Regions from separate parts of the Zea mays genome. Here region 1 is linked to region 2. The links are chromatin contacts, called in public Hi-C maps. All regions are on one chromosome and are shown on one strand. The core of a region is the stretch at or near the end of the contact, and the rest is flanking DNA. Distances in the headings are between cores, read along the strand shown. Region 1 holds the start of an1 (CPP synthase). Region 2 holds the start of LOC100285393.

What was found. A called contact is a pair of places that touch in the nucleus more often than the background predicts.
Region 1: a Hi-C map of ear shows a contact between it and region 2, with 3 times the contacts expected there. The contact joins the promoter of an1 here to the promoter of LOC100285393 in region 2. A contact is called at or near these places in 7 of 25 Hi-C or Micro-C datasets (ear, endosperm, leaf and 1 more).

What each region holds. Positions count from the first base shown.
Region 1 is chr1:246,890,628-246,897,327 of Zm-B73-REFERENCE-NAM-5.0, reverse strand. an1 (CPP synthase) reads right to left here and starts at 1,816. Exons shown (of 13, transcript NM_001111859.3): 1 at 1,505-1,816; 2 at 848-1,045. The coding sequence starts at 1,571.
Region 2 is chr1:246,658,795-246,666,034 of Zm-B73-REFERENCE-NAM-5.0, reverse strand. It overlaps LOC100285393, which reads left to right and starts at 2,703. Exons shown (of 18, transcript NM_001158286.2): 1 at 2,703-2,812; 2 at 3,046-3,236; 3 at 3,317-3,626; 4 at 3,724-3,945; 5 at 4,021-4,245; 6 at 4,621-4,695; 7 at 5,197-5,335; 8 at 5,606-5,757; 9 at 6,080-6,162; 10 at 6,261-6,376; 11 at 6,470-6,548. The coding sequence starts at 3,077.

The DNA of each region.
Region 1 (6,700 bases), core at 567-3,066, 230 kb before region 2:
TATTTTCAACGAGAAGCTAGCGGAATAGCCCCCGTTTCATAGATTTTTTAAGGAGTTGTTGGAGGAGCCTTTGAAAGAGCCTTATCAAGGAGGCTTATGCTATCTCCAGCAAACTACGTACTTCAATCAGTATTTCAAACTTTACTATGTAAACATTGTCGTCTGCAGTACAGAACAGTCTATTGGAGTTGGCCTTAGGCTGTGGCTAGCGAACCGTGTATATGACCGTATAAAACATTGTTTTGCATTACAAATTATACTGTTTACGAAGTAAAGTTTGAAATAGAAGGTAGAATAGGTAACGCTGCTGGAGATAGCCTAATAGTAGTAATCATGCATGGTGCGTACTCGGCCTATCCCATAGAGAGTGTCACTCTTGTTTTTCATACAAATTAAATATTTTTAACTTTAACTAAATATGTATGATGCTAATATATATTTTTGTAACACTAGTCAAATTTGATGTGCTATAATCCTAAATGTTGTTAGTGAAAACGCACTGTAGCACTTTGAATCCGGGCTAGAAGCTAATAGTAAGGTCGTATAAACAAAACGGACTAGCACTTAATAAGTAAAGCAAAATTGTGACGAAAAGCTCAACTTTCTTTTTGGTTTCCGGCTTTAGCAAAAGCAGCAGGAGATATAGCAAGAGGGGAAGCGACAAGCGCAGGTGCGTGCGGCAGAGTGTCTGTGCTGCTACGGGCGCACTGCAGCACGGCACAGCATCTGTCTGAGTGTTTCGTTCGCTCATCAATTCAAGAGAGAGAGAGAGAGAGAGCATCTGTGTACGTGACTGGGGGGTGGATGATGAGACTAGTCAAATCAAATATAACGAGCAAGCTAGCACCTTTAGCACTGGAGACGTTGTCAGGCTGCTGCGTTGTCGTCGCCGTGGCCGGGGCCTGCTGCTGCGCTCTCCACCACCCGGCGAGCCTGAGGCTGCCGCGGGGCCCCGTCGCGCCCGCGCCTCCTCCTCCTCCTGCTGCTGCTGCTTTGCCACGGATACGGATGCGGATACGGCATGGACCTGATTGACGAGCTGCAGCTGCAGGCAAGTGAAAGCAGAAAAGCAAAAGCAGCGGTGAGGAACTCGACCATCAGGACACACAACAAAGCAAGAGCTAGCACTAGCAGCAGCAGCGCCTGACTGCCTGCCTGCCTCTCTCCATCTTGCTTATGTTTGTTTCTTTGTCTGATTGCCCATCTGCCTGTGTGTGTGGCTACCCTAAGACGACGACGACGACTTGCTTGTCCGAACCCAAAAATACAATTTTTCATCTTGCTTACACGTTTGTTTCTTTGTCTGATTGCCCACCGGCCGTGTAGCGCCGAGGACAATGCGAAATTTGGAAGTAGCTTGTAGTAGTAGGCATGCAGGCAGACGACAAGGGCAAGGGCCTGGCGCGGCGCCATATACGTACTATACATAGATAGATAGGCATCATGGAACCTCGGCTGGCCGGCGCCGCGGAGGTAGCAGCTGCTGACGACGGTGTACACGTACCTTCGACGATGCGAGGAGGGAACAACGGCGAGGACGACGGTGCGGCCGCCGGCGAGAGGAGCTTCATGCCGCCGCCGCCGCCGCCGCGCGATCGTAATAATTGCAAATCGCAATGCAGGCACGTACGCACGCGCGCGAGACGGCAAGGACGAGACGTTCGCGCGAGGCCAAAACGCCGCCGCTAATCTAGGGCAAAACAGAACAGAAGAGAGCAAAACAAGACGCGCGCGCTGGCTATTAATAGGCGGAGCAAGTATGGCTGCTACTAATCATTTCCTTCTTCGACGCGTGCGTTGTTGGTGGGAAGGAGAGAGAGACGACGATACTATGTGTGTGAGCAGCTATAGCGTAGCGTGTGTATATATATATAGGACGAGACACACAAGTCTGAGAGAAGTGAGTGAGGGACTAGTAGCTGGGAGCAGAGTAGAGAGGCAGGCCCGAATGATTCCCGCGCGGGGACGCACCGGCTAGTGGACAAAAAACCACCAGCGTTTCGCTAATCCTTCTCGCGGCGTGCGTGCGTTGGTGCGTGAGTATACTGTATACATAACCAACCAAACTATTAAGTTTGTGATCCAAATTCTGAATATAGAGACAATATTAGCGAGCAGAGTGGATACCCATCGTCCAAAAACTTAGGTATATATTAATGAACCTAATTAGAATTTATCGCACGTCGTCTTTTTACTTCTCTTGTAAGCCGCCGTCTACGAACGACGTTACATAAACACTTCACATCAACTGGCTGGTGCTCATAATTTTTCCTTTCTCATTGAAAGGTTTTTAAGTAAATTTATGTGTCGTGCTTCCAGATTTGTTAGTTGATCTATTTTGTTTTTTATGCTGTTTCTGCTAACACAAAGTAGCTTTGTACGTGATTTGCGAACGGACGGGTGGCTGGAGACGGACATTCGTCGCCCCGTCGCAACAAGATGCCCTCTATAATCTGTCCACAGCCGATAAATATTTATATACACGTAAGCGTAGTACGTACGTGCCTAGAACTGGTGTTTTCCTTTTTGTTTCAGGGAAGATGCCTGGCAACTAGTCCGTGCAGTGGGACGGCAACCCGGGAAAAAAAAATCTCGTTTGTCGAATAGTTAAAGTTTTTCTTTTTGTTTTTTTTTACTGAATGGACGTATCTTAAGATACTTTTTTTATAGTAAATTTAACTAAACATCTAAATGTTGACAATATCTTTAACAAGTTCAGTTAAATTTAAGATTTTTTAGACTTACCGACGTGAAGCGAGATTTACGACCTCGTTTTCATTTGGGGGGATGGAGAATCTCGAGTTCTCGACAGACTGTGTAAGGCCGTTGGTCATCGGTTGCTTTTGATGGAAAGAAAAAATAAAGGCGAGAGCTGCATGCAGCAGAGCAGAAACACGGACACACGCCGTTCCCGTGAACGCATTTATTTTTAGCTTTAGCAAGATACGGCATGGACCTGATTGAAACAGAACCAGTTGCCAAAGCGGTAAAGGCTGGAGACCACAGGAGCCGCTGTCGACCGAATTGAAGCGCGAGATGCAACACCCTACTCCTACAGCTACTGTGAGGCACAGACGTTATTTTTTTAAAAGAATTCTAGGGCTCACCCGCAAAATATAAACAGTCTCAACCCCAAACACATTCAAGCTATACTCCTTAGGCCATGTTCGGTTGGGTCTAAACGACGGGGATCGTTGTATGATCCATAGGTATCATTGCCGCTGTGAATCTAATACCAGCCCGTGATCAAATGGTTGTTCATTTAGCCCACATGTGTTTGCAAACTACGCTCAATCCAAACGAAAACCACCAATCCCGGCCTAGAATCGATCCAGAAAAAAATAGCTGTGGAACTTCACCCTAGACACGCATGGGTGTGAAAGCGACGACGGCAGCGCGATTCACAACGGCAATGCGTCCCTTCCACCACCGATCGCCGCCATCTTCGTCAGCCACCTTTTCTCCTGTGAGTCATCCTTCCCTATCTTTCCTTCTCTCCCATGTCTGTGCGCCTCTCTCCCCTTTCTCCACCGCCTGTTCCACTCCCTCGTCGGCTGCAGTTGGAGAATCAGACAACCGCGACCTCGGTGTTAGGTTTCCCGACTAGCGGTCACCGCTCGAGTGTGCCGCCTTCTATGCCGACCCCACCAAGCACTGCCCCTTCACCCGCACATCCCCTACGAGCTTCCTGGGTACATGGCGCACGACCATGCTCACCAAGGCAAAGGCCAAGACCATGTGGGTGGGAACTGATCCATTGAAAGTAGCCTAGAGGGGGGTGAATAGGCAACACCTGCAATTCTCAATAAACTTCGAACTTTTATGAGAAAAAGACGGTTTAACAAGTGAGGCATGTTCAACCGGTCTTGAGGCCGGTTTAATCGCAAATCACTTGTTCAACTGTGAACTTAATAGAAACTACTCAGATCTACAATGAATAATGTAGCGGAATAATTGAACTAAAGTTAACTAGATAGATCACAGATCTGAGATGATAATGACCAAGTCACAACCACAATGAAGCACACAAGACACACAATTTTTACCGAGGTTCGGTCACACCACCAAGGTGTTGTACTCCTCGTTGAGGTGCCCACAAAGGGCTGGATCTTTCTCAACCCCGTTCCTCAATGCCGACCACATAGGTCAAGGCAATCCCTTAATTTTGCCCACAAAGAGCCGGTGATACAAACGTTCTTGGGGTCGTCCACAAACTTAGACACTCCCAAAACAAGATTACAAGCACACAAGGAACGACACATTCCAAGAACAATAATATCGCAAGTAAGAACGATTTGCACCAACTAGAGAGAAAGAGAATGAAGAACTTGAATCAAATTCGCGCTTTAGATTGAAAACTTATCTCACACCAATGAATCTTCCCACCGATCGAAGGGGAGACGACTTAGGGCGCGATATTGGAGTTGAAATGCTTTGAATCAGAGGAGGACAACCGTCACAAGGGTTTGGTTCGTTGTTTCTAGCGTTTGGGCAAGAAGAGGAAAGGTTTATATAGCCCCACAAATCAGATCTGGTTGATTCTGTGCGTCTGCGCAAATCTCGGTTGAACCGGCCCTAAACCCGATTGAACCGAAAAAATCCAGAGAAGAACTCAGTCATTTTCGGTTGAACCGGCCTAGAACCCGGTTGAACCAGCCTGCACTGGAAAAACATGGATTTCAAAAATAAGGGGGAGAAAGAGCATGACGACTTTGCAACTTTACAAAATTAGAATTTTGAAGCGGATAGAAATAGTTGGTGCATACCATCCTTACCATGCAAAGGAACTAATCATACGAAGATCTCTATTACTAATCAGGAATAATCAAAATACTTGGGGATCTCCGCTAGAAACCACCTTCAGATCTTTATCCTTTTAACACTTGGTTTCCTGTTAGTTCGTTTATTTCTTTCCTGTGCATCCTATTATGATTTAAAACTGACATACACTAGGAGCAAACTCATTAGTATATTTTTATTTGTTTTGTCTATTGATCACCAAAACCCTCAAGAGGTTGATTGCACTTACAATCTCCCCATTTTTGGTGATTGATGCGATAACAAATAAAACGATAGGAAATAATAAAAAGAGTTAATGTTATCTTTTTTAACATTTGTGTTTGTATGATTGCCCCTAAATCTATGCATCGAATAAAATTTTGAATTGACCTAATATGTCAATTTGCATCACATTTGGAGATAAAGTGAAAAAGTCACACATACACATATGTTCGAGGGGTGCACACATGTGTCACAAAAAAAATATCCATGAACAGAATGCATATGATATATTATGCACACAAATAACTCAACAATCATGATAGCATAGATATCAAGGATTACAGCATAAATGAAACTCAAGTGAATATCCATCATAACATGATATTAAAGAAGAGTCTATTACATAACATCCATCACGTCACATAGAGTTCAAGACGTAGTTATTACAAGCCAAATGTTCAAAGACATAAACCACCTGAAAAAAATAAAGATGATACTCCAAATCCCTAGCTCACTCCCCAAACTCTCCCCTTTTTAGCACCAAGCACCAAAAAGGCAAGAGAAAAAACAGCTTACAACCCACTATAGGGATCACCACCAGGCGGCGACGCAAAGATCTAGTCGAAGATGGCTGCGACGAAATGATAACCTAAAGGAGTATGACCAGGACGAGGCAGAGGAGCCTAGGAGGACGAATGCTGATCTAGACACGAAGGAGGTGGAACTGACTGACCCTGTCCCCAAACAACATCATCTTTAGGAGTGTAGAAGGGGACACCATAATGATGTTGGTGCCACTGTTCAATGTCTTCAAAGGGTTGATGCAGAAAGACGTCCTGGGAGCGAGGTGGTAGAGGCACACCAAGGGAGACTGACTGACGATGGATGTTGTCGTCTGTCTTCCCCTGGCGGCGAGCCAACTCATGCACATCTGCAGAGATGTTGTGACACATCGAGAACAAAGCAGCAATACCATGAGCATGACGCGAGCCAAGACCTCTGCCTCGACCTCTACCACGACTGCTACGGTCCATAGGACGCGAAGCTGAAGCAGCCCGAGAAGAAGATGGATGAGGAGGAGGCATATGAGGAGGCTCATCAGAAGAGTAATCTTGTCTAGCAGCTCCAGCAAACGCTCTCTTTGATCTTCCAGCAGGATTGGCTGGATCTATCCAATAGGGGGTGTAGGCAACAGGATGAACTTCTTTCTCAAACCATGTCTGATAAACAACCTCAATCATCTTCATGATAAAAGGTGCAGGAACACAACCCTTACTTGGATATAAAGAAACATAGATTATTTCCTGCTAAATCAGGTCAAAAACATTGAGTCGTTGGGTCTTGTTAGGTTGCATAAAGAAGAGTAGTGTCTGACTGTCACCAAGGACATTGACCTGATTCCCTCCTTTAGGCAACAAAGTCATCCTGAACAATGCATTAATATATCTAAAATAGCAATGCATATTGGGAGTTTTCCAAAACTTATCAGGAGGCACATGGATATCCATCACTTGTTCATGGGCGGATGATTAAACTCATGCACACGAGCCTTGTCTAGAGCAATGTCTGCATCAGAGAACCTGAGAATGTGTGCAAATCTGGCATAGTTGACCCTGTACCAAGTTCCCTCAACATTTAAATTCATATAAGGGTGAGGATAATCGCCATCTTCACTACCAAGCGTAATCCACAAGGTAGA
Region 2 (7,240 bases), core at 1,454-3,953:
CAGGCTTTAGCTCCATCTATGCTATGGATTGCCTTTGAATCTGTCCAGTTCCCTTCAGCCCTTCTAGCAGCTTCTTGACTCCCATGGACAGCAATGGGCCCTTGTTCCGAAGGTATCTTCATGCATAAATATGCTGGATGAAGTATTGCTTCGAAGGCATTAAGTGTCCCTCGACCAATGATTGCATTATAGGGGTACTCCATGTCGATAATGTCAAAGACAACCTGTTCAGTCCTTGTGTTGTAGACGTAGTCGAAGGTAACTGACATTGTGATTTTACCAAGTGCGACAATAAGCCTTCCTCCGAAGCCACAGAGAGGGTGTGTAGCATCATGAATCTTGTCCTCTGACTCTTGCATCTGTCTGAAGGCCTTAGCAAATATGATATCCGCTGCACTGCCTATGTCAACCAGAGCATTATGAACCAGAAATCCCTTGATGACATAAGATATGACCATAGCATCATTGTGAGGGTAATCTTTGAGCTGAAGGTCCTCCTGGGAGAAGGGGATTGAAATGTGGGACCACTTGGACTTGATGAAGGGTCCTTGCACTCCAACATTCTGCACTCTTCTCTGTGCTTCCTTCTTCTGCTTCTTGTTGGCTGGTTCTGCACTTGAACCACCCGTGATTGGGAGCACCAGCTTCGTAGCCGAAGGTGCTACAACTTGGTTGCTGAACGAAGCCATGAGCTCAATTGTGGAAGTGAGTTCACCGGAGGTGGGCGCTAATGTTGGGGACTTGTTCTCAAATGCTATGAGTTAAGAACAAGGCAACACAAAATGTTAATGGCTAAAGTCCTTCGTCCTTCAGAGCATTATCTCCCTTAGGATATAATGATCTTTAGACGAAGGTTATGAAGGACGTACCTTCATCATTGCAGTATATATATATATTAATGAAAGAAGAAGCATATGAAACATGAGAGATAACATGAATAATCATATGACATCATTAATATATCTTTATTATATCACCATGAATGAACATGAACAATATTGAATTACATTTGAACCTTCGGCTTGACAGAAGGCAAAAGTCCAAGCGTGACGCACGAGTGAATACAAGTCAGCGTGAATAGTACAAGGGTACTGTTCACCTATTTATATGCACGGGACGCAGCCCGGTCAAAATTATATTTATGTCCTTGATGACTAGTTACAATCATGACATAAATTATCATGGACTGATCGGTCTTTTCCTCTTTAAGTCGGTGCAGCCCTTTGTCTCAAGGCATGTCACTATGCCGAAGCTCCCTGGATCGTAGCTTCGGCGTGTACCTTCGCGTTGTATTTACTTATATGCCGATCTTTCGAAGGTGTTTCTGCTTAGAGGACCTTCGGCGACGAAGCAGGCCCCCAACACTGAGTTAGTAATCCATGTTTGCAATAGATGAACACCCTAGTGACACTATACCTAGAGATGGCCAAACGGGCCACCGGCCCGGGCCCGGTGAAGCCCGACCCGTTTTGGGCTCGGCCCGCCAGGCACGGTTAGAAATACGGGTCGGGCCATTTAAACTCGCGGGCTCGTTTCCTTGTCCGAGCCCGGCCCACAGCGGGCCTAAACGGACCAGCCCGACCCGGTAAGCACGGAAAAAGCGGGGGCCGAAAAACGGGCTAAGTGGTCGTTAAGCACAGTTTAGTGCAAAAAAGTGGACTTGGCGGGCTTAGAGGTAAACGAGCCGTGCCGGGCCAGCCCACCGTGCTTAGTATCCTTTCCGGGCCCAACCTTCTTATTTGTGCCGGGCCGGCCCGGGTCCGCATAGAACCGGGCCGTGCCGGGCTCGGATCGGGCCCAAACAGCGGGCTTCGTGCCGGACTCACGGGCCTCGTGCTTATTGGCCATCTATAACTATACCATGGATGAAGCGTGGAGGAAGATGTTCATGAGAATGCTAGTTTTTATGGTATGAAGAAGGTGACTATGATGTTAGATGAAATACCCTCTTTTGGCCAAATTTTCTCTCGATCTTGTGAGGAGATTAGTTACAATTTAAATGACCCTAGCATATCAATTGAGGGTTTATTGTCCCATGTTGCATCTGGGACAGTTGTCTGACGATTGATCTTCATTAGCTCTGAAGATAACTGGGTGAAATATGTCAAAACTGTGAAGGCGATTGTTCCTAGGAGCAACAATCAAAACTAATAATAAAAAAAATACATCACAATATACAAAACGAATCAGTGAGACACCATACCTTGGTATACAAAGTATTCCAACTCGAATCAGTCGTTTTTGAAGAAGATTTGAATGGAGAGAAAGTTGAGAATAGAGGAGGCCGCAACTCTCGACCAACAGAACGACCGATTTATAGGACTTTCTAGCTCGGCGCCAAGATCTGTGGCACCGAGCTAGGAGGGCACGTCCCTAGCCGCCGACGCCACATCAGAGCTCGATGCTATAGCCTATGACGCCGAGTTAAGGGTCTAAATACTGAAATAAGTCATTCAAAGGTGTAAATGTAAATTTTGGTGAAAAAATGGTTAAAAAACAAAAAAATTCGGGAACACGGAGGCGCTAAAAACAACTCGAGGTAAGGAGACTGCAGACGTTGAGAGATAAGGGGTACCTAGCTCGAAACAGTAGCCGAGCCGAGTGTTAAGCCGAAATAGCCGAACAACGAGCCAGACGGAGCCGAGCCAGACGGAGCCGATATCCAACCCTCCATCTAACCAGTGGTAATGGTGGTTTTGGTCAGAGTGTTGGTCGCCTGTGCCAAATTCCGCTGCCCGGCGGCGAATTTACTCCTCTCAGCCTCTACTTCTCGGGTTCGAGCTCAACCCGGCGGGCCACTGCTGCGACAAAGGTCAGCTCTTGAAAAAAAAGTTCCACTTCTTCTTGTTCTTCCTCTTGTTTTCTCGTCTCTCGGATGACATCTCAGAGTTGGGTTAGTTTACGATGCTCGTCTGCCTTGTCATGTAAACATACAATATTTGAGTAGTCATGGAAGAATCTTGCATTGGTCTGCTTGTCTTATCTGGATTACTAGGTTCAGTTTGTCATGTGGGTGATGCTGATCTAATCCCTTTGACTGCACAGGACTAGCAAGGTTTCATTGCGCTCAATTGCTATGTCTACCACACAAGCCTCAGAAGCAGCTGCTGACAAAGGATTGCCTCTGGCAGTGGACGCTACCATGATTGATGAGTATGCCTCCCAGTCAAAGTTGCTGCAAGAATTTGTTAAAATCCCAACTATTGGCAAGGCTTGGATCTTCAATTCCAAGGATGGTATGCGCTGTCGTTGCTACTCTCTCTCTCCTTTTCTTTCATGAAATTTAGTTTTCTTGTCGTTATTCGGGGGTCTGCAGACGACATGTCCAAAGCAGTGGTTTCGATTGGCAAATCAGATCTTTTGGCCAATAAGAGGAGACAATTCCTTTTGAATACTCACATTTCAAAGAGTCCCTCAAAGTCTGTCGATTTTCAGTGGTCCCCCTTCCCTACTGAAATAAGTGGAGTGTCAGCAATAGTTCCATCTCCATCTGGAGAAAAACTTCTTCTAGTACGCAATTCTGAAGATGATTCCCCTACAAAACTAGAGATTTGGGGCCCATGTCAGTTAGAGAATGAGATACATATTGCAAAATCTGTTCATGGATCACTCTATACTGATGAATGGTAAATTCCCTAATCCTTTCTTTTCTTCTTTTGGAAGAGGAAGAGAGCGTTTTACCATTGCAACTCTTCCTTGTGCTAAAGTGCTGCTCTGATGCAGGTTTGAAGGGATATCATGGAACCAGGAAGAGACTTTCATAGCTTATGTTGCCGAGGAGCCTCCTCAACCAAAGCCAGTGTTTAATGATTATGGATTCAAGAAGGAAGGTTTATCAGAAAAGGACTGCAAGAGCTGGAAGGGACAAGGGGATTGGGAGGAGACCTGGGGAGAAACCTATTCCAAGAAAAGGATTCCTGCACTGTTCGTCATCAACATCTCCAGGTATGTTTATAGTCACCTTGAAGGGATAGATTACAAATATCATGTTTTTATGAGGAATATAATGTGTTCTTGCAGTGGTGAAGTTCGACCTGTCAAGCAAATACCTAGATCATTAAGTGTTGGCCAAGTGATTTGGGCTCCATCATCTTCATATAGCTTGGTTTTTGTTGCATGGTCATCTGACAATGGGTTCCAAGGGACACCAAGGAAGCTTGGTATTAAATACTGCTACAACAGACCATGTGCTCTGTATGCTGCTCCTGATCCTTTCGGACAAGAAGCTGAGAAATCATTAACTGAGTAAGAATATCAGTCCCATAACCTCAAGATAATTATGAAACATAGTTTTTAATAAAAGAAGGCAAGCCTAGTAAAATGGTGGGAGCTGTCTCACTGAGTCAGCAGGTTGCAGATTCGAAGCATCCTCTCCGCATTTGCGGGGAGAAGGCTTGCCTCGGTTTATCCCTTTCCCAGACACACTCATGTGGGCGCCTTCGACACTAAGTCTATCCTTTATAGTTTTTAATAAAAATGAATAATGGTAATACATGCTTTTTCTTTATTAATTTAAATCATAAAGTGAAAAATGCTGACATATTGTACACAAAATGTCTTGTAAGGTATAGTAAGGCATATGCTTTATTTTCTGATGTCATGTTTCGAATATTGGCATAGGGGCAATAAGGGTGAAACTACAACTATGATCAAATTAACAGCAAACCTGAGCAGTGCCTTTTTCCCACGGTTCAGGTAGGAACACTTCAATTTTTTTTCTTCAGTTATACTGTTCAGCTTTGGTTAATCATTTCAACTGGATATATTGGAAGCAACATCTACGCTATTTTGTTTTCATTTGTTAAATTATGATTATCATTTAGTATTAGGAGTGCCTAGACTGTCATCTGCCATGGTTACTGGTTTCAAACTTTCACTTGATATATGGGTTCCTCTATGTCACAAACTGATTGACTGTCCATATTGTCAGGTAGAATTTTCTGTGTCGTAAAAAAACTTTAAGTGACACTGTTAGAGGTAAACTTAACTGTTTTATTTAATTTGGAAGTTAAGAGGCTTATCATTTCCCTCTTTTGCAAAGACTCTGGAAGCAGTAGATGTGAATCTCAGAATCTTTTTGCATGACATAAATTTATTGTGCATACCAAAAGGAACTGTATCTTTTAATTTAATTTTTTGATGCATGCACATTAACACTACATTGCAACACAAAATAATGGAAGCTTTTATTTATAGTCCGGATGGGAAGTATCTTGTCTTCATCTCAGCGAAGAGTGCTGTAGATAGTGGGGCACACAATGCTACAAATTCATTGCATAGAATCGAATGGTGTACAGATGGAAAACTGGATGGGAGCCTTGGAGTTGCTGACGTGGTATGGACCCCCACCCCCTTTGCCTTTTAGCAAAGTGCTGTATGATATACATTTACACAGATGCATCATATCACCTTTTGAGTAAGCAGTGCTAGATGAATACTTGTATTGGGGGTAATTAAAGTGTTTGAATTCAACATTCCTTTTATCCTTTAACATTTTCACTTGAGAGTAAAAGAACGTGGAGATAATGCTTTGGTTCTATTGTGGACACTTCCTTGGATAAATAGATTGCCTAATATCATATTTTTAATACTTGCTATTATGTAGGTGCCCATTGTGCTGTGCCCCAAAGATAACTGTTTTCCTGGGCTATACTGCTTTGGCTTGCTTAGGGATCCATGGCTTACCGATGGACAAACTATGATTATATCTTCTGTCTGGGGAAGTAGGGAAGTAATACTTTCTGTAAATGTTGTGAGGTGATTTGAAACATTTGTTTTGTCCTTTGATAGACTGATATATACGGGAGCATATCCTGCGCAATCAATCATGCTGGTGGAATCAAGTGATCCGGTGCATCCAATCAAAATCTAACAATTACTGCTATTTTAGGTGGAAGAGGTTAAATGTAAAATAGACATTAAGTTTCTGGTGCAGTCACCGTTGGATTTTGATTGGATGCACACTGCACCAAATCGCTTGATTGCATGATTGCACCAACATGATTGATTGCACAAGATATGTTCATGATATATACATAGTGTCACTTGTTATTTGAATTTAAAATTATTCTTTTATCAGCTGTGAACTTTCAAGAGTGAGTCCCCAGGACTCAGATTATTCATGGAATGTTCTTGCAGTTGATAAGAACAACATTCTTGCAGGTAACCCCATGATCATATAGGATTACTGAATAATTATATGGTTCCGTCACTTTGTGAGACAACGTTCCATGTTTATCTGCATTTTCCATCTTTTCCAGTTTCCAGCAGCCTTATTACACTCCCTCAGATGTACTATGGGATTAAGGTTTCTCAGACTGAAAGCAATTGGGAGTGGCAGGGAGTTTCAACTCCTTTCCCAAAGCCATCTGATAAGGTTTTGTTAAAACAAAACATGGAATATTAATTGTTAGTTGAGGAGAAATTGTAGAATGAAATAGTTAATAAATCGTGTATGTATTTTTGACAGATCAGCTCCGTACTAGCAGAGCATAAGTTCAGCATACTCAAAATCCCAATTAGCAACCCTTCTGACGAACTTGCCAATGGTATGAGAACAACTCAAGCGTACTTATTCCTTCTGCAGATTAAAATTAGCAGCATCGATTTTCTAATTACAATTTTCTTTCTGAAGTTGTTAATTTCTTTCTTTGTGAACTATTTTTGTATTCTTCACTAGGCTATGTAACTTTTCTTGAAGCTAGTACATTGCCAACATTGTAAGCGAGTACTCGCTCTGCAGATTTTTGTGAGGCACCCAAACATTTCTATATTTAGAATATATAATATTTGACCTGCAATTTGGTCAACAATGCATATATTTGGTTAGTAGTTGCACAGAAGTGGTGTTGTTGGATTCTTGTTAGAAAATATTTGTACTCCCTCCGGTTCCAAAATATAAGTCGTTTGTCTCTAAAATTTAGCTTTGACCCATGTTTTTTTGTTAAAATACACATGAACTCTTAATACATTTATACTTCTGTAAAAGTACTTTTTAGGCCAAGTTTGAATGCACTAAAGCTAATAGTTAGCTGCTAATATTAGTTGAAGACATCTAAACAGTCTAGCTAATAGTTCAGCTATTAGCTACTTTTAGCAAATTAGCTATTTGTTAGATAGCTATTTGTTAGCTAATTCCATAAGCAAATTTTTAGCCAACTAAGTATTAGTTCTAGTGCATTCAAACACCCCCTTAAGATAAATCGGTACATATAACCATTAGATTTCAAAACTAAATAAC